3 separate regions of the Sus scrofa genome follow, and all the other regions are linked to region 3. The links are chromatin contacts, called in public HiChIP or PLAC-seq and promoter capture Hi-C maps. All regions are on one chromosome and are shown on one strand. Each heading gives the region's core, a stretch centred on a gene start, on an enhancer-like site or on the middle of the called end of the contact. The rest is flanking DNA. Distances are from core to core; before and after follow the strand shown. Region 1 holds the start of ADSL (adenylosuccinate lyase). Region 2 holds the start of SGSM3 (small G protein signaling modulator 3). Region 3 holds the start of MKL1 (MKL/myocardin-like protein 1).

Evidence for each region. Promoter capture Hi-C pulls out the DNA fragments that hold promoters and counts their contacts. HiChIP or PLAC-seq counts read pairs in DNA pulled down with a chosen protein or histone mark.
Region 1: an H3K27ac HiChIP or PLAC-seq map of skeletal muscle shows a contact between it and region 3, with 6 times the contacts expected there. The contact joins the promoter of ADSL here to the promoter of MKL1 in region 3. A contact is called at or near these places in 3 of 47 Hi-C or Micro-C datasets (embryonic fibroblasts, retroperitoneal adipose tissue and skeletal muscle) and 2 of 2 datasets of contacts at active chromatin or transcription factors (alveolar macrophages and skeletal muscle).
Region 2: a contact with region 3 is called in a promoter capture Hi-C map of fetal liver, with 2.7 times the contacts expected there. The contact joins the promoter of SGSM3 here to the promoter of MKL1 in region 3. A contact is called at or near these places in 3 of 5 promoter capture datasets (fetal liver, fetal skeletal muscle and liver), 1 of 47 Hi-C or Micro-C datasets (epiblast stem cells) and 1 of 2 datasets of contacts at active chromatin or transcription factors (skeletal muscle).

The regions. Positions count from the first base shown.
Region 1 is chr5:8,044,043-8,046,742 of Sscrofa11.1, reverse strand. It overlaps ADSL (adenylosuccinate lyase), which reads left to right and starts at 1,263. Exons shown (of 13, transcript NM_001130733.1): 1 at 1,263-1,433. The coding sequence starts at 1,281. It overlaps LOC106507467 (a long non-coding RNA gene), which reads right to left and starts at 1,200. Exons shown (of 2, transcript XR_001303476.2): 1 at 363-1,200.
Region 2 is chr5:8,016,495-8,019,194 of Sscrofa11.1, reverse strand. SGSM3 (small G protein signaling modulator 3) reads left to right here and starts at 1,413. Exons shown (of 21, transcript XR_002344287.1): 1 at 1,413-1,531.
Region 3 is chr5:7,749,923-7,752,622 of Sscrofa11.1, reverse strand. It overlaps MKL1 (MKL/myocardin-like protein 1), which reads right to left and starts at 1,273. Exons shown (of 16, transcript XM_021092835.1): 1 at 1,194-1,273. The coding sequence starts at 1,258. It also overlaps a transcript of MCHR1 not described here.

The sequences.
Region 1 (2,700 bases), core at 14-2,513, 290 kb before region 3:
TCCTTGCTTTTGCCCTTCTATGGGAGAAGAAAAGACGCTCAGCCTGCCTGCCCATGCCTTCCTTTTGCCATCTGCAACATGGGGATCATAAAAATGGCTAGCATTTACTTAGTGCTCTGCTTTGGAGAGGAGTGTATGTATCATTTCATTAAAAAAATAACTGAGCAACTCAGGATCCTCACATGGATTAAACAAGATCACTTGCGGAGCTGCCGCTGTAGCACGCTGGATTAAGGTACAGCGTTGCGGCAGTGCCGCTGGGATTCCATCTCTGGCCTGGGAACTTCCGCATGCCTGGCAGGTGTGGCAAACAAACAAAAGAACAAGATCACTTGTGTAAAGCACTCAGGACAGTGACATACCTAGTGAGATCTCCATAAACCTTAGCGGGGTTTTATCATTGCCCAACCAGAAAGAAGAGTAGGACTGTCAGGGAACATTTTCTGGACTGGACCTTGAGGAAGAGGTAGTGACAGAGGTGTTCCAGGACGGAGGAGGCGGGGTTGGGATGCCCTCACCAAGCGTTAGGTGGGACCCCACACGATGTGTGCTGGGACCTTTGCAGCACGATGGCTTGGAGTGCAGGATCTGAAGTCGGGAGGCTTCACTTAGTTGGGTGGCCCTCAGCAAGTCATCAACGTCTGAGGCTCAGTTTCAGCGCTTACTGAAATCCGCTTTTACCGCTGTTTCGTCCAAGGGGCTCACTTGGAACTCAATAAATGCCGATTTCTTTCGGGCATCTTCATTCCTCAGAACTGCGCGCGGCGCCTGGCAAACGCGGGGGAAGGGTAGGCGGCAATAATAAACAATAGCAAACACACAGAGGGCTTTCTAAGTGTCCCAGACATAGATACCGATACCCAATCCTCTCAGCAATCTTTTTTTTTCCCCCCTGTCTTTTTAGGGCCGCGTCTGCGGCATATGGAAGTTCCCGGGTAGGGGTCGAATCTGAGCTGCCAGACAAGACCACAGCCACAGCAACACTCAGCAATTTAAAGGCGAGTCTTTTCAGATGGAAAAGCTGAGACGCAGAACTGCGAAATAACTTATGAAGCGCTAATCACTGTTCCTTGTAAACGAAGAAAAAAATCCTTAACCCTCAGCCGCGGGCTCAGCGGCTCGCGGAAACCCTCCACAACCTTGAGGGCTGCGGCCACCCGGAGCCCCGGGACCTGGACCAAGTGGAGGAAGCCCCGCCCCCCAAGCAGGGAAGTCCCGCCTCTGACTTCCGCTTCCGCTGTGGCTGGTCCTGTCCCTTCTAGCAGGGTCGTGTGTTCGGGATGGCGGCGGGAGGTGACCATGGCGGGCACGACAGCTACCGCTCGCCGCTTGCCTCCCGCTATGCCAGCCCGGAGATGTGCTTCGTGTTTAGCGACAGGTACAAATTCCGGACCTGGCGGCAACTCTGGCTGTGGCTGGCGGAGGCTGAGCAGGTAACGCGCCCGGTGCTGAGAGGCGGGCCCGCCCCTGCGCGTGCCGGGCTCTGCGCCCGGTGTGGGCTGAGCAGCCTGAGACAGCTGCCCCGCTGTTTTCCGCCGGGTGTTCTCTTTCCAGAGGAGCTGCGGCCCCGGGAAGGCCAGGGCGAAAGGCCCTCGCGCCGCACCTGTACGTGTTTATAATCGTCAAGGGTTGGAGACGCACAGGGGGCGGCGAGAAGTTCAGTTTTCTGTTTCAGGGAGTAAATCGTGGCCATTCCCGCGGGAGTACACTCCTGAGCGCTTGTTACGGGCCCCTGTGCTCATTTGTGTACACGTCTTTTCCCTGTTAACGAATAAAGACTTTGCAAACTAGGTGGTGTTTTCCCACATATAGGAGAGAAGACCAAGCCTCTATGATAATCCAGCTCATAATTTGCTCCTTAACAGCAATAGAGAAACCCAAATGTGATCCTGTGTTCCGTGCGAAACCTGAGCGCTTGGCCACTTCGTCTTCCACAATGCCTCAGTGTGGACGGAGACCAGGATCAGCTACAGAATCCATGTTTCCTAGGCCACCATTAACGCTTCACTCGCTGCCCTTTGCCCCTGGGGAGGAAAAATCGGAGGAGGGGTTATTAGACGAGATTTAATATTTGGTTTCTCTTAAAAGTGCTGCTCAGTAGACTTACTCAGCCCAACAGTTTCAAAAATAGCTCCAGACGGGCCTGCCCAAAGGAGCTGAAGGAATGAGAAGGTGATCCAAGAGCTATAAGGTTTCAGAGGAAAATGCTAGGACGAGCAAGATGGCAGTACCCTACCAGACAACAGTTAGTAAACCAGAAGCAATCTGAGTATATGCCTGAGACCGAGGTACTTGGTCTCCCAACAGGAAACTTTCTTCCTAGGTTTTCCCCACTTCCTGTCACTGTGCTCAAAAAAATAAAGTAGTACCTAATACTAGCAGACATTGCTACAGCATCTCCTGTGTGTGCTCCATAGTTTGAAAACCTTAACTGTTAATAGTTTCCCAATCCTCAGAACAACTGTTTATAAGAAGTACTGTTATTCCAGTTTCACTGATGATAGAATGGAGTTACAGAGAGATTTCATAAAACTCTAGGCTCAGATAAACAATAAGAGCTACAGATGAGGATGTGAACAGCGTATACTCTAGCTTCTGTTTTCTGTTCTATCCCTGTGGATGAGGGTGGTAGCACTCCACGTTTCAAGTTGGCATTGAAATATAGTCTGGGAGTTCCCGTCGTGGCACAGTGGTTAACGA
Region 2 (2,700 bases), core at 164-2,663, 270 kb before region 3:
GCATACGGAGTTTCCGGGCCAGGGATCAGATCCAAGCTGCAAGTGTGACTGCACCAGATCCTTTAACCCACTGTACTGGGCTGGAGATGGAACCTATATCTGGCACTACAGAGACACCGCCGATCCCACTGCACCACAGTGGGAACTCCTAAAATTCTAATGATAAAATTCACCCTGTTGGAGTTCCCGTCATGGCTCAGTGGTTAACAAATATGACTAGGAACCATGAGGTTGCAGGTTTGATCCCTGGCCTCGCTCAGTGGGTTAAGGATCCAGCGTTGTGGTGAGCTGTGGTGTAGGTCGCAGATGTGGCTCAGTTCCCGCATTGCTGTGGCTCTGACATAGGCCGTTGGCTACAGCTCTGATTCGACCCCTAGCCTGGGAACCTCCATATGCTGTGGGTGCAGCCCTAGAAAAGACAAAAAAGGAAAAAAAAATCACCCTGCTTTTGCCACAGAGTTATGAATAACATGAAAGTGTTTTGTAAAGTGAGCATAATACAATGAGGTCAAGGTTAAGAATGCCTTGTGTTTTGTAGGCTTTACCTATGGTTCCCATTAATTCACTGCATCATAACCACGTTGGAACACATTAGGAACATGAGCTTAGGTTATAAGCAGCTCCAAAACTAAATGTAGTGTGTCTTTTCAGAGTAGTGTGAAAGTTCTAGAAGAATATTCCGGTAATCCTAGTGTAGTTTTCGGTGATCTTTCAAAACTTTTTAAAACTAGAGCCTGATGTCGACTGGGATCTGAATATAAAATGGTGATGGGTCCCACCACCTTCGCAGGATGTTCATTCTTACTGTAACATTTTCTCACAGCATCTACTTCTCGCAACAAGCCTAAATTCACATTCTCATTTTAAGGGCGAGCTAGATGTTCGCTGGTTTGATTGATTGAATTGCAGGCCTCTGACTACACCCACTCACTGCATTATGCCCGAAGAGTGAATTTCTTCGGTATGACCTCAACCAATTTGTCCTAATTTGTGGCTCCTTCCAAAGCTTGTGAGTTGTCTAAGAGCGGATCAGGCTGGTCTAGGACTAGTTTGTACACCGGTAAAGAAGGCACTTAAATATTTAGCAAATTAATGTCAAGTAAACCCATCCTTCCTGGAGCCCTGCTGTGTCTTTTCCCCACCATGACCACTGGTCCACCCCATATTCCCCAACTCCTCGGGGTGCAGTGCAGACGAGAGGCCAAGTGGGCATCACTCGGCCGAAACTGGGCTTCGAAAGTCGCCTGTTACTCCCTGCCCCTCACTCACTGGTGGACCCGGGCTCAGCTTCGGAAAGAAGCTGGTGTGCTGGGTTCAGAGGCGCGCAAACCCCCGCCGCCTCCGGCCCGCGGACCCGAAAGACCACAGCCCCCGGCATGCCCCGCGGCTGCTCCGCTCCGCCCGGCCCCGCGCGCGTGCGCGATGGGGCCACCGAGCGCTGACAGGGGCGGAGCTGCGAACCCAAGCAGGGTTGGCACCTTCGTGGCGGCGACGCGCGGCGGCGCGGCAGCTGGACATCCCCCGCGGGCAGGTGAGTGCGGAGCGAGAGGTTGGCCGAGACGCGCTGGGTTTGCGGGCCCGGCGCCCACACGTGCCCCTCCGGTGGGGACGCAGCGGGCTGCGGACAGACCGGCTGACCCACGGACTGGCGGACGCCTGACGCGCCGAGGGGCCCGAGGAGCAGGGAGGCACCGCCGCCGGCCGACAGGGCCTTGCTCGTGCTGCGCAGGGGGTGGGGGTCCGGGCCAGCGGCGGCCAGGCGCGGGCTCCCGAGGTCCCCTGTGGGGGACAGGCGGCGGGGCGCAGGCGGCGCTCGGACCCGGTGCCCCCTCATCCCGCTCGGGCGGGGGTGGCCTCCGAGGGCGAGACCCTCAGCTGGCCGGGCGGGAGGTGGGGACCCCCGGCTCCCGAGCATAAGTGTCCCGGGGGCTCGAGCCCCCATATGTCCCGCTCCCGCAGCTGGGAGCAGTTTAGAGACACCGCATCTGAAGCCGGGGACCCTTTTGTTTTGTTTTTTGTTTTTTTAAAGGACATCTGCCTAATACTAACAGCAGCAAAGTCTTCCTCAGGTTTGACTAACTTTACGTTGGAGATTCGGGTCTGGGGTCGAAACACAGGCTCAGCTTCAGGCCAGACTCGGAACACGCTGTAGAACATTGAGGAAATTGAGGCCAGTGTGCTTATGATTGGAATTTTGAACGTTACTCTCATACATAGTTTAATGATCTAAGATGTTTTGCATTTTGAGGCGGGTCGGGGGGAGATGATTTAAAGTTTCTTTTCAGGGATGAGTGGCTGTATCGCATCGAGTTTTCCAGTCTTGGGCTGCATTTTTGATCTGTGGTGGTTGACTGGCTGTTTTGTGTTTGCTTTTTGGTGAGACATTTAGGGGTGTCTAGAATATTCTTTACCTTTCTTTAATTATACTTTCTTGGTAAATTCAAGTTCCTAATGAGACTCTGTTTCACAAAAACTGAGTTTTCAACCTCATGTTTATTTGTAGCTTTTGTGATTGTGATTAGGTTTGTGGATACACATGTATTTCCTTCTAATTTTCCTCATCTCTTTTCCTTATCTTCCAGTTCTCTCTGAACTCTAAACAACAGAGTTATAGCTTGTTTTACATGTTTGTTTCTGTTCTCCATAATTAGTTGGTAATTGATTCTAATAAAAGCTGACATCTTTCCTGTCTTTTGATAA
Region 3 (2,700 bases), core at 24-2,523:
GGAGCTGGGGGCGAAGGACATTCTGGGGCATTTTGAAAAAGAGCTTAGGAGGCAGACAAGCAAAGAAAAATCCAAGGGGCCATTGTGTGTAGACGTTGGAGAAGCATGGGACACTTTGTAGCAATGCTAAGCCACTGAAATATGACACGGGGAGAAATAGGAGGTGGTGGAGGCAGAGGCCTGACAGGTGGGTAGAGGCCAGATCATGAAGCGTCCTGGGTACCCTAATAAAAAACTGGGGTTTAAAGCTCTTCTGAAAAAGAACTGGCTTCTCGGAGTTCATGAGGATGTGGGTTTGACTCTTGGCCTTGCTCAGTGGGTTAAGGATCTGGCGTTGCCGTGAGCCTCAGTGTAGGCTGCAGATGCAGCTCAGATCCCAAGTTGCTATGGCTGTGGTGTAGGCCAGCAGCTGTAGCTCCGATTCGACCCCTAGCCTGGGAATCTCCATATGCTGTGGGTGCGGCCCTAAAAAGCAGAAAAAAAAAAAAAAAAAAAAAAAAGAGAGCTGGGTTTTCATTCCAGCCCCACCTCAAAGCTTTCTGCAAACATTTACCCACCATCAGAGGGTGAGCCAGCCTTGTTCAGCTGGGTGAGATCAGAGCCCAGATGCTGCAGAACTGAAGTGGGTGAGAGGCAACCAGCAGGCAAATGGCCAGAGAGGGAAGGCTGGAGAGGGGCTGTCTGCAAGGGCTGAAAACACAGTGGCTGGCACCAATTTGAAAGGTAAGTCCTTTTCTCTATGTAGGCATTTCAGAAGCCGAAAGAAAGAGAGTCATCAGAAGGGGGCCCAAACCAACTATAACAGAAAAAATAAAAATCATTATTTAAAAAGAAAAAAAAAAAAAAAAAAAAGGGAGTGCCATGGAGAGGAATGAACTCAGAATTTGGAATCAGAAGAGCAGAAGGCCTAGGCGTGGGGTGCAGCACCGCCAGCTGGACGGCCCTGAGAGTCACCCAACTCTAGGAACCTCCGTATCTACATCTGCGCTGTGGATCTTATCTGTTCCACGGGGTCAGCTAAGAAAAGGCATGTGTGTAAAAAAAGCCTGTGCAAATGTTAGTTACTCTCATTTTGCCAGCACCCCCACCTCCCCGCCCCAACACATACAAAAAAAGCCTGCAGCAAGGAGAATCCCAAGGCAGGCTCATTTTACTCTGGTTACCATTTGGCACAGAGCAGGTCGGGGACTTACTGGATGACACAGCAAGTCAGCAGCAGAGCCAAGCTGTAAATCCACCCAAGTACTGAGTCCAACATTGTCAGCAGAATCAGCTGAAGCCCAACTTGACACCACAGTTCAGATGTCGAAGGTGTTCCTAGGAAGTCCCTTTCAGCAAAGAGTGTTCAAAGTTGTTCCCAAAGGGCAGTCCTAATATCCTCCAAATGTGGGCAAGCTGTAGCTGGACGAGGCTCCCAGGAGGCTGGGCGAGGAGGGAGAGACTAGATACTTGCCCTGAAAACGGAGAAGAGACTGTGCCTTCCTCAAGGCTTCCTGTGGTTACAGCCCTCCCACCCTCACCCGCTTTTTCAAAACAGATTTATTGAGATGTAATTCATATACCATAAAACACATCTTTTGAAAGGTATGATTCAATGGTTTTTCGTATATTCACGGAGTGGTGCAACCATCACCACAGTAAATTTTAGAACATTTTCATCACCCCATGGAAGAACTCCTAGTCATCAGCAGTCATTTCCTTCCCCCACCCCACCTTTCGCCCAGCCCTAGGCATTCACTAACCTACTTTATAGCTCCAAAGATTTGCCTACATGGGGCATCTCATAAAGATAGAATCATAAGCCATATAGTCTTTGTGATCGGCTTCTTTCACTTAGTGTAGCGATTTCAAGGTTCAATCATGTTGTAGCAAGTATCAGTACTTCATTCTTTTTCATGGCTGAATAATATTCTATTGTGTGATTATACTACATTTTATTTTTCCATTCAGTTTATGGACCTTTGGGTTGTTTCTACTTTTTGGTTATCATGACTAATGCTGCTATGAACATTTGTGCACAGGTTTTGGATTTTTTTTGCCACACTCATGGCATGCAAAAGCTCCCAGGCCAGGGATTGAACCTGTGCCACAGCAGTGACCTGAGCCACAGCAGTGACAATACAAGATCCATAACCCACTAGGCCACCAGGGAACTCCTGTGTACAGGTTTTTGTGTGGACATGTTTTTATTTTTGTTTTTCAAAAACAGGCCAGTTTTATTTATACACAGAACAGGGTACTTACAACCCCAGAGGTGGATATGTACATAGCGATACAGGAGGCCTGTGCGGCACGGTGGGCTCTGTATAAATTAAGATCATAAATATGAGGGGAAGCCCCACCCAATGCCTGCACAAAGCTTTTCACCAAGACTCCAGGGATCCTTCCTGCAGTGGTCTACACTGACAGGACCGTGGGCCTGGAGGGACAGCCGTCCAGCCACAGGGCGGTTGCAGGCGGGGAACAGTCCCAAGTGCAGCAACGAAAACACCACAACGTGCAGGGGGCTCCGCCCTGAACCACTCAGGCTGAGCTTCATGCAACGCTCCGGGCTTATTCCTCTCTCTCCAACGCACTAGACTCAGAAACAGTGTTACGGAAACAGTGTTGCTCTAATCACCAACAATGTTACTTCTAAACACCACACGCTTCACCTAAACCTCAGGCCTTCCCACAGAAGCGCGCCGAGGGCTGGGGCAG